Linked DNA regions of Triticum aestivum: region 1 is linked to region 2. The links are chromatin contacts, called in public Hi-C maps. All regions are on one chromosome and are shown on one strand. The core of a region is the stretch at or near the end of the contact, and the rest is flanking DNA. Distances in the headings are between cores, read along the strand shown.

What was found. A called contact is a pair of places that touch in the nucleus more often than the background predicts.
Region 1: a Hi-C map of leaf shows a contact between it and region 2, with 3 times the contacts expected there. The contact joins the promoter of LOC123159746 here to the enhancer-like site in region 2. A contact is called at or near these places in 2 of 5 Hi-C or Micro-C datasets (both in leaf).

The regions. Positions count from the first base shown.
Region 1 is chr7B:732,054,123-732,060,097 of IWGSC CS RefSeq v2.1, forward strand. It overlaps LOC123159746 (transcription factor BHLH3), which reads left to right and starts at 1,598. Exons shown (of 5, transcript XM_044577566.1): 1 at 1,598-2,351; 2 at 2,478-2,663; 3 at 2,764-2,934; 4 at 3,075-3,149; 5 at 3,724-3,904. The coding sequence starts at 1,743. The coding sequence ends at 3,852. LOC123159745 (serine/threonine-protein kinase ATR) reads right to left here. Exons shown (of 16, transcript XM_044577564.1): 16 at 1,128-1,221.
Region 2 is chr7B:731,848,262-731,853,918 of IWGSC CS RefSeq v2.1, forward strand. It overlaps LOC123160759 (a long non-coding RNA gene), which reads left to right and starts at 410. Exons shown (of 6, transcript XR_006480362.1): 1 at 410-715; 2 at 787-936; 3 at 1,139-1,666; 4 at 2,159-2,253; 5 at 2,681-2,760; 6 at 3,067-3,489. Within about 2 kb of position 4,145, at least 6 of the 8 cell types and tissues checked have an H3K27ac peak or open chromatin away from gene starts, as enhancers often do. A contact at or near this core is called in leaf, where this site is marked.

The DNA of each region.
Region 1 (5,975 bases), core at 348-2,847, 200 kb after region 2:
GAGGTGGCAGGCCGAGCCCACGGCCGCGACGCGCCATCTCACCCACAGAATCACACGGATGACCAGAGCGGAGGGGGGGCCCTGCGGCGACGTAGGACACGTGGGGGGCTCACCGGCGGGGGGGCCACGCCGCAGAGTTGCCTCGCGCATGGGCCCATCGCGTCGGTGAGCAGGGGAGCCCTGACACAGTCGCTGCTCCTCACTCCTCCCCCGCAAAGGCGAGGCAGACACGCACGGCACGGTGGGTCAAACCTCGCCACGCTCCACACGGGCCGTGAGTGTAGACTAGCTCAGAACAAGTAATATAATTTGATGAAATCAACTGGTGTGGTCATAGGATTTTATTTTCTAGTACTAGTATAGTTGTGTAGATAGAATTGGTCTGACAATGAGGGGGGATGGAGGTTCGTAGTTTACATTATTCTAGTTTTAGGGGAGGCCACAACTCAGGCTGGTCATAGTGGGGAGTAACTTAGACTAGTGTCTAATCTAAGTTATCATCTTCATAATTCAAAATAACATAATAATAGTATGATGGATGTCTTCATTCAATAACTTGTAGCCTCGTCTTGTCTCGGGAAGCACTATGTTACAGTAACATATTATGTTACCAACTCTCATTAACTACTTGCCACGTAAGCAAATTTTTTTTGAAATGCGTTATGTTACTACCTAAATTACTCCCACTATGACTAGCCTCACGGAGCTGTGAGGTGAGTTAACTTGGAACCCGCCCTTTTCAATGGGGACGGATGGGTAAAAGTCTGTGCCTGACCGCTGCAAGCGCGATGACCGCCCCAGAAAGACGGTTTTGGACCCTTCCCGTTGCCTCCTAGTTACCACTAACCCCACTCGGAATAACATACATAACATTCGTAAAAGTTATAGTATCGGCAGCTTCACCTGTGCCGTACACCACGAGGTAATCAATCACAGTTTAGGATAACAAGCGACATGGCTATTACACAACGGCTGCTTGGCTGCTCACACCAAGATCACACAATCACCTATGCAGCATGTGTTGATGGCGTAGTACTTTGCATTGCATTCTTTCAGGAATAAACCCCCCCCCCCCCCCCCCCCCCCACACACACACACAGACGCAGCACCTGGCCACAATTTTTCTTCAGCGCAATGATGCCCGGCCTTTATTATGTCCAACAGATGGACGCATCATATCTATCCATCCGTCTCCTGTCACGCTTTCTGCCGATTCCCTCCCTGCACATGAGTGTGGCGGGAGGCCATTACACACGAGAAAAGAAAAGAAAAGAGAGAGAGGCCGGAGTACTCCCTCCCTGATTCCCCTGGCCACTGTTATCTTATCTTTCTCACCCCTAGACTAGTGCTAGTACTAGTACTAGTAGTACTGCTAGCTCACAAGCCGCAAGAGTACAAAACCTGGGTTGATTGGGAGCCGCTCGCGTTACATTTGATTAGGTTAAGCCCAGAGGGATGGAAAGGCATGATTCCTTCCCAATCCAATCACATCCCTATGCTCCATGCATGCATGCATGATCTCCCTAATGGAACCCTTCAGCCTACCTTAATGCCACTGCTCACCGTTCATTACCAGGGAGTATATTAATCCCCACTCACCATGGACACCAACACAATACCATCATCATCCTTCCTCCCATCCCCCCCTCTCTCACACAGAGACACATCACTCTCTCCCGTCTCCATCTTTGTCAGAAGGGGAGGCCAAGAAGGAAGTGGAGGAGGAGGGGGGAAGAGGGGCAATGGAGCTGGACGAGCAGGCGTTCTTGGAGGAGCTCTTCTCGCTGAGGAGGGACGCCACGGCGGCGTGGGAGTGCAATGCCATGGGGGACTTCTTCTCGCCGGCCTGCGGGGCCGGCGGCGGCGGCGGCGGCGCCATGGACTGCTTCCAGGAGCGGCACCAGCCCACCGTCAGCGTGCTGCCCACCTTCACCGCCTCCTTCGAGCAGCCGCACCCGCAGCAGCACCAGCATCAGCATCAGCAGGCGGCGGCGGTGGCTTCTGGGGGGTTCGACTGCCTCAGCGAGGTCTACGGCGGCGGCCCCTTCCCCAATGCCGTCGGCGGCGGGTACGGCGAGATGGGGTTTCTCGCCGCGATGGACCCCAAGGCGGCCCTGGCGGCGGAGGGGGCCGGCCTCGGCGCCTGCAAGGTGGAGCCCGGGCTGGCGGCGGCGGCGGACGGCGGCGCGTTCGGCCCGGGCCCGATGGCGGCGCTGCCCCAGGGGCCGGCGTCGAGGAAGAAGCGGGTGGAGGGCATGCCGTCCAAGAACCTGATGGCGGAGCGCCGGCGCCGCAAGCGGCTCAACGACCGCCTCTCCATGCTCCGCTCCGTGGTGCCCAAGATCAGCAAGGTGAAAAAAAGCCCCCTCCTTCCCGATTTCACCGCTGCAATCGACCTCGTCAAAATCTTAATCTTGGGGGTAAATCAAACTGAATGTGCGTTCTTGGTGGGGATTTGTTTTTGGGCGGGCGTGTAGATGGACAGGACGTCGATCCTGGGGGACACCATCGACTACATGAAGGAGCTGCTGGAGAGGATCCGGCGGCTGCAGGAGGAGATGGAGGAGGCGTGTCCGCACCAGCATCCCGGGCCGGCGGCGCCGCTGCTGAGCGTGTTCCGGGAGCTCAACCCCAACGAGATGCTCGCCCGGAACACCCCCAAGGTCAGCAATCTTCTAGTTCCAGGCCGCCCGCCCGCTGCCCTCGCCAATGGAGCAGAGCGCCATTGCTGACTGGGAGACTGACGGAGAGGTGTTGTTGCAGTTCGAGGTGGAGCGCAAGGAGGAGGGCGACACCCGGGTGGAGGTCTACTGCGCGGCCAAGCCGGGGCTGCTGCTGTCGACGGTGGGCACGCTCGACACCCTCGGCCTCGACATCCAGCAGTGCGTCGTCAGCTGCTTCAACGACTTCGCCATGCACGCCTCCTGCTCCGAGGTAACCAACGATGCTTCCGTGCATCCATGGATTCGTCAGCTCACCAGCAAACATGGATGGATGGATTCTTCTTCTTTTTTGAGCCGCATCGTCAGTTCAGTCACTAATCCCAGCTGATTTCGGGTCGTTTCTGGGCGCAGATGCAGAGGGAGATGATCAGCGCGGACGCCATCAAGCAGGAGCTGTTCAAGAACGCCGGCTACGGGGGCGGCTGCTTGTGAGGAAGCACCAGCACCAGCACCAGCACCACCATGAGTCCATGACCGCCATGACCAGCAGCAGCAGCAGGAGGAGGAGGAGGAAGGATAATAAAGTAGAAGTAGAAGTAGGTGTAGCAGTGAGTAGAATTAGCAGTTAGCACTAGTACGAGCAGCCAGCAGTAGCGAAAAGGGGTTGGGCAAAGATTCGGGGTGGGTGGGGGGAGAAGCCTTTTTCGCAGATGATTGATAACCATGTCCGTCGCCGTGATCAAAATTCTCTCCTGTTAGCAACGAAGATCGGCGGGCGGGCGCCTTTCCGGTGAATGATTGGTGAGGGCGATGATCCCCTCGCTCCTGCGCTTTTCCGGCCGTTGTTTAGTGTTTCACCGGCCGTGTTGCTCCTGTTGGTTGACATCGGCGATGCCGGGCGGGCACCAGCGGATGCATACTGTGCTGATGAATCATGCAGCAGCAGAACGCCGTTGCTTGCTTGCTTGCTTTGCATTGCTCACAACCTCACCGGTGATGGCGATGATGCTGCCGCTGAAGAAGAGGACATGGATGGATGGCTGGCCGATTGGGACGTTGCATGGGCATGGGAAAGGAAAGTCTCTCCCCAGTTTTGTTTTCCAATGACGATGGTGATGAAGACGTGCTGGATGGATGGAGAAAAATAGCTTCTCTCCGAAAAAAAAATCCCCTCTCCCTATGTGTGTAAGATGAGGGAAATGATTTCAGCACCTGGAGGGAGGGATCCCTGTTGCTTGACACTGGACAATGTTTCGCACTAAATCAGAGCAACTCCGCGCGCTAAAAACTGATTTGGCGCGCGCCCATCGCCTGGTTTGGCGCGGCGCGCAGCGTTTGCTCCAGCAGGCGCGGTAAAAATGCAGCGCGCACGCTCATTCTAAATATATTTTTTGCATAGATAAAAAAAAACGACACAAGATATTTTACATGGATAATAGATAGTTCGACATACATAGATAGATAGATAGAAACTACTATAGCATACATAGATAGAAACTACTCCAAGTCGCTACCATCACCATCATCATCCTCGTCGGTGTCGTTCGAGGTTGAGATCCATATGTCGTCCCAACGTTCGTCATTCGCGGTGAAGAACGACCGCCCACCTGCTGAAACTATGTCGCACTGCTCGTTCGCCAATGCCTTCCGCTGACGCCGGTCAGCCCGCTCCACGCGGCGCCTTGCCGTCCTCTCCGCCCAGTAGGCGCACTCGTCGGCGACGTCCTCCGGGTGACGACGGCGCCACTCCGCCATGGCTCGCTCGTCCTCCTCGGCGACGAGGAGGCGGCGCTACCGCCGAGCGTGGTCGGCACGGTCCATGTCGGTGATGAGACGCGTCGGAGGGGCGACGCGATGCGCCTGCTCGCACGTGAAGACGTCCCAGAAGTTCATCTGCGACCGGGGCCTGTCCAAGCGCCACGCCGCCGCGTCGTACACGCGGGCCGCCTCCTACGTACTCCGAAACGTCCCAAGGCCGAGCCGGACGTCGCCGGACCGTATCTCGACGGAGTACCAGCCGTTGGGGCGCTCGCGGACGCCGCGATAGCCCGAAGCACCCCGGCGGCGCGATGGCGCGGTGGCGGCGCGGAAAGTTGCGAAGCGGCGAGGTTGCAAGGGAAGGGCGCGTGGTTGTGTGCTGTGCGCGTGGCGAGCGCGGCAATTTATAGGCGCGCCAAATCTACCGCGCCGCATGCCGCTTTCTTCCCCCGCGCGCGGTAAGTTCCCGCCACCGTCGGAGCGCGCGGAACCAGCCGGCGCGCGCTAAAGCCAGACTTTACCGTGCGGGCGCGCCTTTTGCCGCGGCTGTTGGAGATGCTCTCAGCAGCCCCATCCAGCTGTTGCTTCGCGTTGCGTTGCGCCGCGCCTCAGATCTTCACTAATGAAGACATGGGCGCTGCATCGGAGAAAGAAAACTTCTCCCAACATACATTTTATTTTTTTTCCTATAAAGACAAATACAGCGATGATGAAGACATGGATGTTGCATTGGAAAAAAGAAAGTTTCTCCCAATACACAATTTTCTATAAAGACAGTTACGGCGATGATGAAGGTATTGATGGATGGCTGTGACATTGTGTACTAGTAGTAGAAAAATATAAGTTGGCCTGAGAGTGGCGAAAGAGCGCACGAGCTCGCCTACTCCCGTTATATGGACCAATGGTGCAGCCTCACGTTTCATCTGCATTTATGGATGGTAGAAATACTGCCGCATGTACAGGAATGGGTCCGCCTGACGTGTTGACGGAGGACATAACTGGGTGATGATGGCCGTCCGTACAAGATAACCGGAGCTCCGTTTACCGGCTTTCACAAACGGCGTTTGAGGTGAAAAAAAGAAGGAAATACAGTACTGGCAAGCGGCAACTGGGCTCCAACGTGAAGGGTACCTGCTATTCTAAGAAACTATTCCTCCGGTCATGATCATAAACGAGAAGGGTACCCGTTGGGCGCATCACAGGCCCTTATCTAGTCTGGCCTAAACAGACGTCCGTTTCGTTCGCTTTTGGTCCGTTTGGGCAGGAAAACGGACATGATCGTGCGCTTGCGGTTGTGCGACCGTCAAAAACTATCAGTCTTTTCATACGTGAATTTAAACCACCAAAAAACCCAAATAAACATTGAAAATAACTCAAAAACATTAAAACGTCCACATTACCCAAATTCAGCACATTAATATAAACAACAACATTAAAAAAAACTAGATAAGGGCCTGCGATGCGCCCAACGGGCCGACCGCACCCCAAACTATCCGTTTTTTCATACGTGAATTTAAACCCCCAAAAAACACAAATAAACATTGAAAATAACTC
Region 2 (5,657 bases), core at 2,895-5,394:
GGAGGCCGACAGGGAATGTAAATCCCTGTCGGGACAAAACCGTCAGGAAAATAGAATTGGGTGAACAAAAAAAATATAACTAATAGAAATACTTTTTGCATAATTGATCTATTTCACAACAAGTCAAAAACATACACAGCTTAATAGGTTACATTAATCACAGTTTTAATAAATCACATCTACTTTGTATACACTACCAGAAACGCGAATATTTCTGTCGGCCGTGTAAATTTCCTGTCGGGCCCGCAACTGGATCACAGGAAAAATATATTTCCCTGTGGGCTGAGGCCGATAGGAAAACAATTTAGCTTTTCGCGCCCAATTCTCTACCTAAATGGGCCTTCCCGCGCTAAGGAATTCAGCCACGCGCGCTCCGCCAATTTTCCTGTGAGTTATGGGCTCACAGGAATAGGCCCAGTACAAAAACGAAATAGGAAGGAAACCCTGGATCCCCAAATCAGAACCCTCATCTCCACTCCGCCGCCGCCGCACTCCAGCTACCACGCCGTCGACCCAACCCTCAACGCTGCCCCAGCAGCATCGGTCGCGGCCGTCGTCGTACCAGCTCGCCGCTCCACCTGCTCGCCTACTGTCCCTTCATCCTCAATGGTGGAGCGACCCACGCCGTGTCCTCGTCGGCGCCTGTGTGCGTCCGCCTCACAGCACGCTCGAGCGCCCCCTCCTTGAGTCGTCGCCACCTGGGAAAGCAGCGACGGTATTGCCTGCTTGTTTGCCCCTTCCTTCTCCTCTTTGCCTCCCTTACAGATCCAACACCTCCCCTCACAGATCTGCCTCACCAAGATGACGACGGCTGCCTCAAGTTGGGGGACACATCTAGTTGGTGATAGACCAGGGGAGACGTTGCTCCATGAACAGGGGAGTACAAACAGGAGCAGGTGGATAAACTCTCCACGAAGCTCACCAGAATAAAAATAGGTAATCCTTCTCCCCTGCCGTCTTGCATCTTTATTCTTGGTTCTTGCTTTTCTAGTTATGAAGTGCAATGCCATATACTACTATTTTAATGCTTGCATACAACTATAATTGCTGGGTTTTTTTGTGCCAAATGTTGACTTGTGTTATTCTTTACTTGTGTACATGAAAGCACACTGACCAGCTCATCTCCACTATGATGCAGGGAAAGAAACTGAATCTGGGGAAGACGTTGTTAATATCATCAGGTTGTTATGCTTAAGTACAGATACAGTTAGATGTGAAGCTCCAAAACAGGGTTTATAATCGCTCGGCCATTTCTGTTTCTTTATTAACTTATCATGATAAGACCATATACAGTTAGATATGAAGCTGCTTGTTTGTCGCCCTTTATGTTAATGTGATATTCAGCAGGGTAGCTCTTTAATTTATATTTTTCTTTCTCTTAGGCAGCAATGATGCTCCTTATATTGATGTGATATTCTACCATGTTTTATCCTATACATTACAATGCCATTCTGTATTTAGTATGCTCAGGATCATTTGATCTGTCTTGCACTTGTGTTTTCTTTGTTGGTTCAGTCTTAATGGTACTTATCCTTATAGTTACTTGGGATTTTTGTCTATCATACCTTTTGACCTTTCATTATGTTAGTATCTTTGACTTATTCGGCAGTTACATTGCAAGTTCGAGGAATATCATTGGCACAGCAGAGAGGTTGCAAACAAGAAGGTGAGTTTATCACCCAGTGGCATTAAATTGTATCATTATTCTTCCAGATGAAGAGGTACCATTCCCTACTGTTACAAAATCAAATAATTTAGTGTTATGCCGATAAGCTTGGCAAAGTTGTGTGCTCATGTCATATCATCAATCTGTCCTCATTTGTTATGCATGTAATCTACTGATTGTAGTAGCCTTATGTAGAAAAATAGTTATTTTATGTGTTCTCCCATCGCAGAGCCATCTTGGGTGAAACCGCTATTACCAAATTTGAGGGACTGCAACCATTTATTGCTGCCTTAATTTGTTAAATTAGTTTGAAAACAGCCATATGTTTCCATAAATTCTGAATTCTTTACTACACTAAGATTGAGCGGAATACATTGTGTGATTAGCATTTGTTCTGTTTTTCGTTGAAATACATGTAATATTACCACCTAAACTCTACTTATCTCTAATTTGATTATGTAATGAGCACTGTCTTTATACATATCTTCGCAGACAGAAAATAGCCTTTGCAAAGGACAAGAGGGCGACAACAAAATTAAGATTGCTTTCGTGTGTTTGTTGAGTTGGCCTTGAGCTGCTGGGTGAAGGTATGTTTTTTTTGCTTAATTGCCAAGTGCATGAATTGATCGCCGTGTGTTCTTTTAGTTTCGTGCTTGGAAATTAATCAATTGGTACAAGTTTCAAACCAACTGCTAAAAATATATTGTTTTAGTTGTATGTCAACCAGCCATCACACATTAAAGACGGTTATGATTTTGAGTACCCGTTTGAAAATTGATTTGTTTTGAAATGTTGGAATGGAAACAAGGAACACAACACTCAGAAAGTGGTCTGATGTTAAATTTAGTTGTCCATTGCCTCCGGCGAATGTCATCTCCCAGCTCGTGACCTTGCCCCTAGTATTTTTCTTACTATACTAAGCTACAAAAGCTATTTTGTTGATTTTTTTAACTCATGACAGTACTTCAAAGAGAAGTAATTATAATAAATTGTTCCTTCATGTTTTTTTCCCAGAAAGTAGCCTCCATGCTTCTTAAATCTGGGTACTGTTTTGTACAGAAGCTTTCATCTATAGAGAAGCACATCTGTTTCAGGTACATACTATTAAAACTTATGAGCAAGTTTGCTGCAATGATGTTCCACATATATGGTTTGCAGCTCTATCAATTAAATTTGGTGCCAACTTTTTGTACAATTCTGCGACTTATAGTTTCACCCAACTATTATGTGATGAATTTAGAGGGATGGAGGTAAGGTTTGGCCAAGTTAATTTGAGAAACTAAGATGCCGAATAGGTTCTTACTATATCACATATCAATGGTCCTAGTTCTTGCAATCGTACTTTTTGCAATTGACATTTGACATAAAATGTACAACCTCAATGAGTCCTTTTTTAACAGATTGATGAGTCTATTTCGTGCAGGCTAATCTGAAAAAGAAGCCAATTCAAGCTGTAGTTGACTAACAAATGGGTCATGTTTTTCATATGTAGTTGACGAACTTATGTGTTATTAGATGTGCTCTTAATACTTTGTTGTATGCAAATTAGACGGATTGTGTTGGATGACCGGCTCCTGCGTTCGTTTTCACAGACTGCTCCCTCTGTTCGTGGACAAATACGGTGTCCAGTTTAGGTGTCGGTGTTGGAGATGCCCTAAGCATAAAGGATGGGTGAAATCATATGTGGTGTGAGCTAGTCTGGAATAGAGCAGCGGCCAAACAAAGTGTAGTGTCCTAGTCATAACCCGGTGCGGTGCGGTGCCGGGGGATTCTGGTCTGGTACTTCCGTCTTCTGGTGGAGAATATCTGTTGTTGCGTTTGAACCTGAACCTGTTGTTGTTTCTTGCTCCGTAGGCATCTCTTCATTGAACTGGACTTCCTTTCTGGCTGATTGATTTGATATTTTGATTCGAAACAAATGTGCGGTTGTCATGCTATTTCCCGTGTCATGCTATTTCCAGCCTTGTGCCTAGCATCTGCTGCCCCTGGCATTTTGGTGGGGTAAAGTAGAGTAGTTATGTCCCGGCTGTGTTGACGTTCAGATTTTTCAGTCGCATGCATTTACGAACGGGCCGGTAAAACTGAGCTTGTAGTTGTTTCTTGCGTCATTGGGCTCGATCGTGTTCTAGCTAGAAGAAGAAAGAGAAGTTTCCACACACGCACACAGAGATTTGTTCGTGTCGCTTTAGATTTGCAGCAGTAATTCTTTCACACACAGAGATTTTAATGTTTAATTTGTGTGCATGTTTTATTTTAAGCTTATTTTACAAAGTTCACACGGACAAATGTGTCGGTCACTGTTGGACACATTGGCTTGTTCAAACGGATAGATAGCGGACAAAATTCACGATTCGTTCACGCGTCGGAGTTGCTAAGTGCTGCATGAGTGCATGTGCTGTGCTGTGCTGGGGCGATCGAGCATGGATGGTGCACGAGACGGGCACGAGACGATTCTGAGTTGCTGACAAGAGGAGAAGACAGAAGAGGGTCGCGCCTGCCGATCTCTTCCGTGCATGATTGAGGCACCGGCCCCACCCCCACGCACGGAACAGATCCTCGACCGAGCTCTCACGGACGGACGTCGTCGGAGAAACACACAGGCACTGCGATGGGGATATTTTTTAAGGAGGAATGCCTCCTGCCTCTGCATCGGTCGATGCATGTAACCATATTATTAAAAATCAAAACACAGTCTTAACATCTAAATAAGCTCAAAATCCGAACAAAGAAGGAGAAAATAAGTATGTAAAGCGCCACATCTGATAATAAAGCGCCACATCCGGCGATAAAGAACATGCTACGATGCCTACACACCTAGCCTATTATTAACTCGTCATCCAAATCGGCTGAAGATAGCCCGTGCTACTGTGTCCCAGCGGTTGCACCCAATAACCTTAGGCCCCATGTAGTTCGCATGAGTGAGTAACGACCACATACGCATCCAGACTGTACCTCTATAGATAACCTGCAAAAAAAATTGGTGAATGATGTAGTATTAAAAATCATATCATTTCTAGTGTTCCATATTAGCCCGTAATAAAGCACACATCCATATCGAAATATGTTTAGCCATGTGTATGTCTACTCCATTAAGCCACGTCCCAAATAACGTGTTACGATGTGGATGGGATGCACGCATGCGTGGATGCATGGTATCTTCATTTTTCTTTTTGGGAGCCATCTCTATATTTTGATTGAGAAGTTACGCAACACACGTAGCAAAATAAAGATGCATTCTCCTGGCTGGCTAAGTGGCTCGCCGGGTGTCTAGCGACCTGTAGCTAGGGTGAAATGTTTGCCACCGGTGGGTGTTATGTACTCCCTCCGTTTCTAAATATAAGTTTTTTTAAAGATTTTAACAAGAGACTACATAAGGAACAAAATGAATGAATCTATGCTCTAAAATATTTCTGTATATATTTATATGTTGTAGTCCATTTCAAACCTCTAGAAAGAGGGAGTACATGCATGCACATATGTTTGGTCTAGTATAGGATAGATGTCACAGGTTGGCAGGCCGTGTAGTGTGTATGCAGTAAATCGGAGACTTGTTTCTTCGCTCTGCTGTGGTTCGTTTGCTCTTTTTCTTTTGTCTATTTCGTGGGGGCCTAAAATGGCGGTTGATGCGTTCATCATTCACCAGCAACCTACCTATAGTTCATTTGATGTCCTGGCTCCCTCCCTCCCTCTCTCTCTCTCTCTCTGTGCATTTGCTCATGGACCCTCTACCTCTCTCCCTCGGTCCATTGCATCCCGTTTCCCGAGGAAGCCGTGGCGTCTTGCGCTTGTCCTCCTTCCTGCCCAGCTGGTCCTGCCAAGCCGAACTCTCCCTCCGTTTCTCTTTCCTTTCTCATGATGCATGCAATGTGTGATGTATTGTCAGTATGTGTGGACGGCGAAACACGACGGCATGCACGTCCGTCCATCCGTCCGCATCCAACGTCAGGCTGGCTGCTGCCAGCCATCTTCAGGGCCAAACTACCGCCTTCAT